Linked DNA regions of Arachis hypogaea: region 2 is linked to region 1. Evidence: chromatin contacts called from public Hi-C data. All regions are on one chromosome and are shown on one strand. Each heading gives the region's core, a stretch centred on a gene start, on an enhancer-like site or on the middle of the called end of the contact. The rest is flanking DNA. Distances are from core to core; before and after follow the strand shown.

Region 1 (5,301 bases), core at 1,586-4,085:
GAATCGAGTAAGGAATTTGCCATGGATTCAGAAGCGGATTTGAATCCAAAATCTAGAAATTCAAATTACAAATTACATACAACAAAATCCAAAATTCAGAATAATTAATTCATATAATTCAGAATCCAAAATCCACAATACAGAATAATCAATTCATATAATTAACAAAAAATTAATTGAAATAAAAAAAACTACGGCAGAGAATAAAGGAGGCCTAAAGTCCACGGCGACAGAACAAAAGCTCGCAGGACAAAGGTGGCCAACGACAGAAGTTTCGAACTGACTAGACGATGACGGTGACAGAATCTTCAGATCTTGCTTCTGACAACCAGACGACACCGACGACAGAGGCTGCTGAGTTCAGACGACGATGCTGCCGATAGAAGCTTCGACCCATGACGGTGGCAACCATTAGTGGTCACTACCGGCATCGCTTGTGGTAACGATGGTAGAGTGCCTTCTCTCATTGGTTAGAAGAAGAGGAAATTAGGGTTGAGAGAAAGAGGCGTGGTGTGTGTCTTTGCTAGAGGAGGGGAACATCACATTAGGTTAGATTTTTTTTTTAGCATCAAGACGATGCCGTTTTAAGGAAAATAAAAAATTGGAGCCTTTAAAAACTTGTTCGGTTTGCGTGGTTTGTCGGTTAATTATTGGTTCAGCCACTTTTTTCACCAATTTTTGCAAAATAGTTCTGGGAGTCAAACCGGACCAGTCAGATGACTGGTTTCAATAATCCGGTCGAACTGGTTGGTTCGATCTGATTTTTAGAACAATGCACGCTGTCCTGTGCATATCGCAGAGGAAGCGTGATTTGTGACCTTCTTCATTGAAACGTGTTAGGCTTTGCAAAAGAGACGTTGCGGCGGAAGGAGGATGGCGTTGTTAGTCAGCGGCACAGGTGGAACGAGACTCAGCGGCTGGACAGCGCAGCGTGCGACTATAAAGAGAGATAAGAGTTTATGTGGTTGTTTTTTTCAACTGGGAATGAGAGTGAAAGACAAATTACGATTAGAATGACTTTTTGAGTACTATTTTAATTTAGGTGAATGATATGATGCTTAATGTTTGCCTAACTTATTTTTTATGGCAACTTTTGAATATTTAATAATTATTTATTTTTATATTTTATAAATTAAATATTAATTTTTAACTTTTTTTTATAAATTAGACAAACACTTTTAGACACCGTAGTAATCACCTTTAATTTATTACAATTAGCTCTACCACTAATTGGCCTCTTGTACTTTTTCATAATGATATATCATCACCTTATGATATGCCTCTCCTTTCAGCTTTAAGTCAAAGATAAAAGCATAAAGCTGGTATATTTAATTAAAAAATAGTGCTATAATAATTTTATAACGACAAACATTAGTATTAGAACTTTAAAGAATTCTCACAACAAAACGTGGTCATCAACACTTTATTATTCTAAATAAGCCAGGAGAAACAACAACTGGGAATCCGTAAAAGGAAATACCCATTTGAGAATCTTATTCCACAAACTAACCTCATACATAATTAAATGGAATTCTGACCAATAATGTTTAAAATAAATAAAAAAAAACACTTGTTTTTCAGTAATTTTGATATAATTTAAGACATGAGAATCTGGAGATTAAGAGATCCAAATGTAAAAGACGATGATGGACAACTCGATTACCGTATCAAACACAATTGATGAGTGCAATATTTTTATTAGGACTAATATTTACAAAATCCTTGCATGAAAACCCCACTATACGTTGTGGAATTAAGGAAACAGCCAAGTGAAGAGGCACATCAATCAATCTATAGTAACAAATTTTGACCATTTTGTGGGTGGAAATAAACTTTGCAATTGGCAATTGGCAATTGGCCGATGACGCATGACATGCCATGGACCAAATTAAAGTAGATGCTATAGCTAGGGGCTTCAAGGTTCTAGGTAGTGGATAGAGTACCACCAAAAAAGTGAAAGGAACGAAAGGAAAAGAGGAAAAAGAAGCAGCACAATCAACAAAATGTAAAGGGAAACATAGGTTGTCCATACTAAGTAACTTAATAAGGCTACCATAAGAACGGTTCTTCAAGCCGGAAATCTGAGTCTAGATGTTCGGCTTCGGCTCCAGCTATGACCCAAGCCGAGAGGTAATGAAACTCATCAGAACTATGATTCAAGTCTGATGATAGATCAGGGAGATTCATGAACATGTCATCCTCACCCTTCGATAATGATGAAGTAGAACTTGATGATATTTGAGTTTGACTTGAAGAAGACTCGACTTGGCTTAGTTCGGACTCGGCTTCTAATTCTATGTCATGGCTTTCATGGTGATAATTCATGACGGCCGCTTTGGCTGCGGCTGCTTGAATGTCTTTAGGGCAATTGCTAGCCGGACGAGGCAATTCGGCTATTAGCTCAGGAAAATTGAGGTAAGTTGAGCTGCCCTTGATTGTTAGAGCCGCCACATCATGAGCTCGAGCCGCCATCTCGGCCGTGGGAAAAGTTCCAAGCCAAATCCTAGATTTCTTCCTAGGCTCCCGAATTTCGGATACCCACTTTCCCCATTGGCGCATTCGTACTCCTCTATAAGTTGGGTGCCTCCCATCATTGCTCCTCTTCAAAACTACCTTCTTCTTCTTCTTGGAGGAGGAGGAAGAGGAGGACGTGGAGGGTATAATGGGGAAAGAGAAGGACGTAGTTGGTTGTGTTTCGCTCTCTAAAGGGACAGTTTCTTCCATGTCCATTGGAGGAAATAATGGAAAGTGAGAAGAGAGATTGTTGTGTGTGTATGTGTGTGATGGAATGAGTGAAGGGGAAATATATGTGGTGAGTAAGCGAGAGCTTTGAATTAAGTTGAGGTGGGTGGAGCTGTGAACTATACTTATAATTCTTTCACATATTAATTAAAGAAATGGGCCCGGCTGAAAAGAAACAAACAAATGCTTCTGTGTGCACTTTGCATTGTATTCCTTTTATCTCACTTTCTTTCTGCCGTCACGGTTTGGACATTTATAAACCAGATTAATCTTATGGATAATTTTAACGTGGTAATTTAGTAGCACAAATACTTCTTAAATTGTGTCATTTGAAACCAATGAGAAAAAATTGTGGTTGAAGTTGTATAAAAAACCAAACAAGTAGTTGTTCTAAAAATGTATAAATATTTTATGACCAATTAAATTACACATCTAAAATATATTACATAAAATATTGATACTATTTTTTTCACTATCATTCTCTCTTATAAATATTTTGTCCAATACACACTAATGACTAATCTATACACAACTTACACTAAACTGAGTCATCATCTGTTTTCCTCCTTGTGAGGCAAGAATCCGACTCTTTTAAAGTTTTATTATTCCTTTAGACATCATTAATTACCATTGAATTAAGATAGTGAAGTTTAGAAAAAATAAATATTATAAATTTAAAAATGATTAAAACATCACTTTACTACTTTACTAATATTGTCACTTTAGAGGATCTTTTTTCGTGAGACAGTGAATCGAAGAATTATCCAAATAAAAACATGAAAAAGAAGAAAAATGACACAAATAACACTATTTACTACAACTTTGGATTAAGTATGAGTAATGACAATTACCAAACGTAAAAGTGGCCATACAGAAAGGCATAAAAATTTGTTTTATATAAATAATTTCCTCAAATTTGGTCCGTTCTTGTACAAATTAAATTTTCGTGTACATTGCTAAGAAAATACTTTGTTAAGCTCTCTAGCTTTCTCTTGATTATCCAAATTAAATGTACTATTCCTGTAGCGATATTGTTCATTTATTTTCTTGGTGTGACGTCATTTCGATCGTATTCATTTAACAGCTTGATTAATTAGTGTCCAATATTAATCTTCAAGTGGATCTTACATTATTAGTGGCATTTTTCTTTGTATAATCATCATATCATATAATTGATGATAGCTTAGATGTCACACTGTCCATATCCGTGTATTTATCCTTAGCTCCAAATCAAAGTGGGGATCCAAAACAAAAATGGGCCTTAGGGTCTCATAATATAGGAAACATTTCAAGTGCACCGGGGAGTACCGGTGCACCAGTTGTTTTAACCGTTGATCTGAATTAATATATATTATATATATTTTTTATAATTTAGATCAATGGTTAAAACAACTGGTGCACCGGTACTCCCGGTGCACTTGAAATGCTTCCCATAATATATATTCAATTTTACCATATAAATGAGATAAATTGTAAACGAGATATGTTTAAAATTATTTCGTTTATCATATAAATGAGATATGCATAATCGTTGTTTATATAAAAAATTCGTGTACGGCGTGATTTCTGTCACATTCATTCACTTTTTTATTTCTTTTCTCTTTTTTTTAGACATTTTTTTATATTAGGGTTAAGTACGATTTTGGTTTCTAAGGTATAGGTTGAAAATTTTTTTAGCCTTCAACCTTTTTTTACATACAAAATTGTCCCTAAAATTCAATATACTTTTAAAATCATCCTTTTAGATAGATTAATTTTTTAAATGACAAAACTACCCCTTCTCTCTCTTTTCACCACCACCACTACCACCACTATTCCATCTACTACTACTCCATCACCATATGCACCAAGAAACAACCTTCAACAACAACCTCAAATAAATCAAAATAAAACATCAATTCATCACCAAAACCATCATCGTTAACAAAAAATAAGAAAATAATTATCATCATTGTCAAAACAAACATTAACAAGAAAGGGAGGGGAAGGGCGGCAGAGGGCAGAGAGGGAAGGAGAAGGGAGGCGCGGCGGTGATGCTAGAAACGCGAGAAATACAACCACCACCTCCCCAACGATGACAAGAAATACGAGAGACACAACCACCACCTACTATCATCATCTCCAAAATTCCTTCAGCAATGACACCACATAAACATACTAAGGCACCAAGCACACAAAAACCGATAACACAGATCATACCAAAGACTCACCACATAACTAACCTAAAACTTCACTTCCCTACAAGCCAAACAAAATAAAGCAAAGAGAAACCCCCCGAAACACGCCAAGGCCCAATGAGCTATTAGGATTAGGATTGAATAGTGAATAGAGAATAGATTGAATTCGAGGAATTCATCATAGAGTTAGCATTTGATTCGAAGAGGTTGTGCTATATCACAGTAACCACACATCCCAATGTCCCAGCAAACAACAACAACATTATTTTGCCCCAAAGAAAATGAAATTGTGAGGGACGTATGGTTTAGAACCCTCGTCATTAATACTATCGAACTGAGAGTTTGCACTTTCAACAGATTTGGAAAGAGGCAAGTTTGGAAA
Region 2 (5,301 bases), core at 746-3,245, 290 kb before region 1:
AGGAGATGACGATAATAATAACATATAGTTATATAATAGAAGTAGTAGAATTAGCAGTTATAATGATCAGAATGAAAAAAGTAGTGATAATAGTTGTTGGTCTTATTGATGAAAAGAACTTTGTGAAATTTAAATTTTCATAAATTATAAATAAATTGCTCACGAAACTAATTTTCGTTATTATTTGATGGATTTTCACAAATGATTCGTATTGTCTCAAAATAATAATGTTAAGAATCAATTGTTCCTTTTTTTTTCTCTGTAAGTCGCATTATGTTTAACGAAAATAGACCAGAGTTGTGAGATTAGTTTTTACTTTCAAATATCAACAAACATTGGATAATATAGCAATTTTATTGCATATAAGACCAATCATTAATTCTTACACATTTCATTACTACTAGCTGAAATTCAAAATAATTTATTTCAATTTCATGTCATTTCTTTTTTTCATTTTTGTATTCTCATGACTCGTCAAATTCTAACTTCTAAGTACTTGTTTACCCAATCAAAACCAAAGGATCCTTCAGTAGAGAAATTAAAAAATTCGTTCACATCGAAGCTAATATCTAAATTTTCGTCACTCCCATTATTAATGGCTCCATTATGCTCTAACATTATTTCACTGTCCTCCATATTATTAGGGTTATTATTGAGTGTGGCACCACTTTCTTTTGCTGTTGAAGTTGATGGTTCCCCTGCATTGGGATGGACTTTTTTGCACAAATGAGAATTCCAATGGTTCTTTATTTCATTATCTGTTCGCCCTGGAAGCCTCCCAGCTATCAGAGACCATCTACACACACAAAGGAGAAGTAGACTGTAAAAAACTATTAATGAATTTAGAAAATTTTGCTAAAAGAAGTTACATTAAAATCTTAGGTTAAAGTGAGAGATAAAATGAGTGTTAGATATTTGGATTTATGACATGCGCAAAAAAGGGAAAAAAAATACCTTCAACATCAATTGTGAAGTATGCTTATTGAAGTATTCTTATCTTTTTTTGAATAGAGATGTGTGTTTTATTTAAATGACCGAGTTTGAAATTTTTTTTGTCTAAATATAATGTACCGTGAACGTGAATAGTAATTTCAATACTTTTAGTGCTTTTACTTTTAGTGTGTTTTTTTTTTTTTTTTACATTGTTAGTAAAAATTTCTGCATTTTTTTAAAGTTTTAGTGACAATTTCAATATTTTTTGTATATTTTCTAAAAGTGCCAATGATATTTTCAATTGTTTCCTTAAATTGCAAATGATTCTTTAATTATAGTCCATAATTAGGTCAACTTTTTGTTTTGTTTTGTTTTTTTTTTTTTCAAATTCAATGATTTGATAAAAGACACAGGTCTCTATAATATACAAAAGAAATAAATATTTCGTACTCAGCACCTACATTTCCCTTTCTTTCGTTTTTTTTTCTTCTTTTCATATAATATCTTCTAAAATTTCTTATTACAATTGTGTATATATTAACAAACCTGTTTCCTAGAAGTTTGTGAAGCCTAAGAATCAAGTCTTCTTCTTCAATTGTTATGTTTCCCCTCTTGATATTGGGTCTAAGATAGTTTAACCATCTCAGCCTGCAACTTTTTCCACATCTTTTTAGACCTGCCAGAGCATACAATAATATATTGTAACACATGTTAAGAACAATTATAATTTTGTTTATTTTGCTTGTAAATAAAATTGAGTTGGATCCAAAACAGAACAAAACAAAACATGTCTCTAGTCTCTACTATATATATATTGATGACCTGATTTGACTGCAAGAGTCTTCCACCTCTTTGCACCATGAATTTCAATGAACCGAGCTAGTTTATCATCTTCTTCCGGGGTCCATGCCCCTCTATTCATCATCACTGATGATATCTTAGTTGACTTTTTATTATTCTTTGGAGCCATTAGTGTGTGACGACTAAGGCTTTTCCTTTGGTGTTTTAAGAGTACAAAGGTTTAATAAATATTTGTGTTTGGTTATGACATTATATCAAAGAAGGGTTGATTGGTCACTATATATGCATATGCCTTATTTGAAGGGTCAGTGGGTTCATGCATCTACCCTTCTTCCTTCCTTAGGAAGGTGAAAATAAATAAATAAAAAAATGAGAAGCCCCAACCAGTCAACTTCCATTATATATAGACTAATTCTTTGGACTTCAAGAATGGGATGTAGGATGAGAATTAAGTGACATTGAATACGTCACTTTAGTTATAAATCTTTGTCATATTTAATATTTTAGATTTGGTACCTTATTACTATTTAAATCCAACCAAACAGGTTTAATAATAATGAAAACCACTTTCATTAAAAGAGCGTGTATACCTTTTTAATAATAACAAAAAATTTCAAAAAAACGTTATTTGTCTCTTCGCGCTCTAATATAAAAAATCGTTCATAAAATTGTAATAAAAAAATTTGAAATTTCTCTCAAAATCTCTCAAAAATCTTTTGAATTCTCTACGAAAATTACTGCAAAATCTGATAGTGCATTTGAGATCATCAATAAAAAACACAGAAAAAAAAAATAACAAAGATTCTTCAAGGTACTAACTTGTTCATTATGTTCAGTTTTCTCCTTCACATTCTCGCATTTTTTGCATTTCTATTAGTTCGGTGTAGAATTTAGTGGATCAAGTTCGTTCATTTAGTAGAACGAGTTTCTTTGATTCAATTTTTTCTTGTTTTTCTCTGTAACTGGTGCATCTAACGAAACTGTGTTATTAGTTTATTGATTTTGATAAATAATTTTGGTTTATTTCTTAGTTTACTTGAGATTCATTTGGATCTAGAAATGAATTGGATGTGTTTTTGTTGATGATTGAGTCTTTTTTATTGTTTGTTCAAATCTGAACTAATTTCGGTTCATTTTTGTGTTAATTGAGGTTCACTTGATGCTGCTGATAAGTATTGACCAAATTTTTTATTTCTTAAGTAACTTCGGTTCATTTCTTAGTTTATTTGAGGTTCATTAGATCCAAAAATGAATTCGATGTGTTTTTATTGATGATTAAGTCTTTTTGACTTCCTGTTTAAATCTGAACTAATTTTAGTTCATTTGTATGTTAATTGAGGTTCACTTGATGCTGCTGATAAGTACTGACCAAATTTTTTATTCCTTAAGTAATTTCGGTTCATTTCTTAGTTTAATTGTGGTTCATTTGGATCCAGAAATGAATTGGATGTATTTTTGATGATTGAGTCTTTTGACTACTTGTTTAAATTTGAACTAATTTCGGTTTATTTGTGTGTTAATTGAGGTACACTTGATGCTGCTGATAAGTACTGACCAGATATTTTATTCTTTAAGTAATTTCGGTTCTTTTTTTAGTTTAATTGAGGTTCATTTGGATCTAGAAATGAATTTGATGTGTTTTTGTTGATGATTGAGTCTTTTTGATTACTTGTTCAAATCTGAACTAATTTCAGTTCATTTGTGAATTAACTGACGTTCACTTGATTCTGCTATTAAGTATTGACCAAATTTTTTATTCCTTAATAATTTCGATTCATTTTTAAGTTTAATTGAGGTTCATTTCATTTCGTTTGGCTTCACTTTGCTAAACTTGTTTATGCGTGCTTGTTTAGTTAGTTATAGCTCTGATTTTTGTCAGTTGTATATATTCAATGTGTTTTTGTTGATGATTGAGTATTTTTGACTGCTTGTTCAAATATGAACTAATTTCGATTTCTTTGTGAATTAACTGAGGTTCACTTCATCCTGCTATTAAGTATTGACTAATTTTTTTATTCTTTAAGTAATTTCAGTTCATATCTTAATTTATTTCGATTCATTTCTTAGTTTATTTAGGTTTATTTCTTAATTTATTTCGGTTCATATGAATAAATTTCTTTCAATTGTAGGAACAAGTTGATGCTTTTAGGTATAAATATGGTCCAACCATTCTCTTAGACAAGATAAATAAATTGAGAGACAAAGTCATTGAAGGATTTGAAAGCATAAGAATTTCACAGCCATCTGCTGCCCTCTCAAGTCTTTTTTGTAGATTCTCATTTAGAGATATAGAAAGTAAATAGGTTCAATATTCTAAATTGTAATGAATTTCTATTGACATTTTTTTGAACACTATTATTCAATGTGTTTTTGTTGATGCTTGAGTATTTTTGACTGCTTGTTCAAATATGAACTAATTTCGATTTTTTTGTGAATTAACTGAGGTTTACTTCATCCTGCTATTAAGTATTGACTAATTTTTTTATTCTTTAAGTAATTTCAGTTCATATCTTAATTTATTTCGATTCATTTCTTAGTTTATTTAGGTTTATTTCTTAATTTATTTCGGTTCATATGAATAAATTTCTTTCAATTGTAGGAACAAGTTGATGCTTTTAGGTATAAATATGATCCAATCATTCTCTTAGACAAGATAAATAAATTGAGAGACAAAGTCATTGAAGAATTTGAAAGTATAAGAATTTCACAGCCATCTGCCTGCCCTCTCAAGTCTTTTTTGTAGATTCTCATTTAGAGATATAGAAAGTAAATAGGTTCAATATTCTAAATTGTAATGAATTTTTATTGACATTTTTTTGAACACTATTTCGTAAAGAATTATAAATGTTAATATATATATATATATTTAAAAATATTTTTTAAAATTTATTTATTTATTTGTTGGAAATATCTGAGCTGTATTGAGATCATATCAATTTGAATAAATCTAGGTTTACATTGAATAGATTGAATATATTTATCAAATCTCAATAATAGCAAAAACATAAATGAACTGAATTTTAGTCACAAATGAACCGAAATGTATTTTAATAAATACATAAACTGTTTACTACAACACAATTGTAGAAGTTAATTTGAAAAATCAAAAAGTGACTATTCAATAAAATATAACACATATTAGAAATTAACCCTCGTTTTTATCAAAGACAAAAACATTATATGAGTAAAACATAAGAGTGAACCCAAATTTATTTTACTAAATACCGAAACTTCTATGATAGTGCATCATATCCTGTGCATGATAAAGGCTGGAGTTTGACCGAATCATTGATCTACCATCTAAAAGGTTCAACTGCAAAAGAAGTAACTGTTGAAGAATGAACCAAAATATTATCATAACAACACCATTGTATAATAACAAATGAACCGAAAATTGTGCATTTTATAAATTCAGAAAATGCATTCTATCCAAATTCAAATTCATAAACAACACTGATTTTAGTAAAGAAGAATGAAATTATTCATTATCACTTTATTCAATTGCATTAGATTCTATTCAATTCAAAATTATTGAAGAATGAACTGAAATATTATCAAAACAACATC

Evidence for each region. A called contact is a pair of places that touch in the nucleus more often than the background predicts.
Region 2: a Hi-C map of leaf shows a contact between it and region 1, with 2.9 times the contacts expected there. The contact joins the promoter of LOC112802469 here to the promoter of LOC112802441 in region 1. A contact is called at or near these places in 4 of 8 Hi-C or Micro-C datasets (leaf and an unstated tissue).

The regions. Positions count from the first base shown.
Region 1 is chr1:37,812,329-37,817,629 of arahy.Tifrunner.gnm2.J5K5, reverse strand. LOC112802441 (ethylene-responsive transcription factor ERF034) reads right to left here and starts at 2,835. Exons shown (of 1, transcript XM_025845667.3): 1 at 1,656-2,835. The coding sequence starts at 2,730. The coding sequence ends at 2,050.
Region 2 is chr1:38,097,689-38,102,989 of arahy.Tifrunner.gnm2.J5K5, reverse strand. LOC112802469 (transcription factor MYB3) reads right to left here and starts at 1,995. Exons shown (of 3, transcript XM_025845706.2): 1 at 1,756-1,995; 2 at 1,480-1,609; 3 at 336-796. The coding sequence starts at 1,903. The coding sequence ends at 475.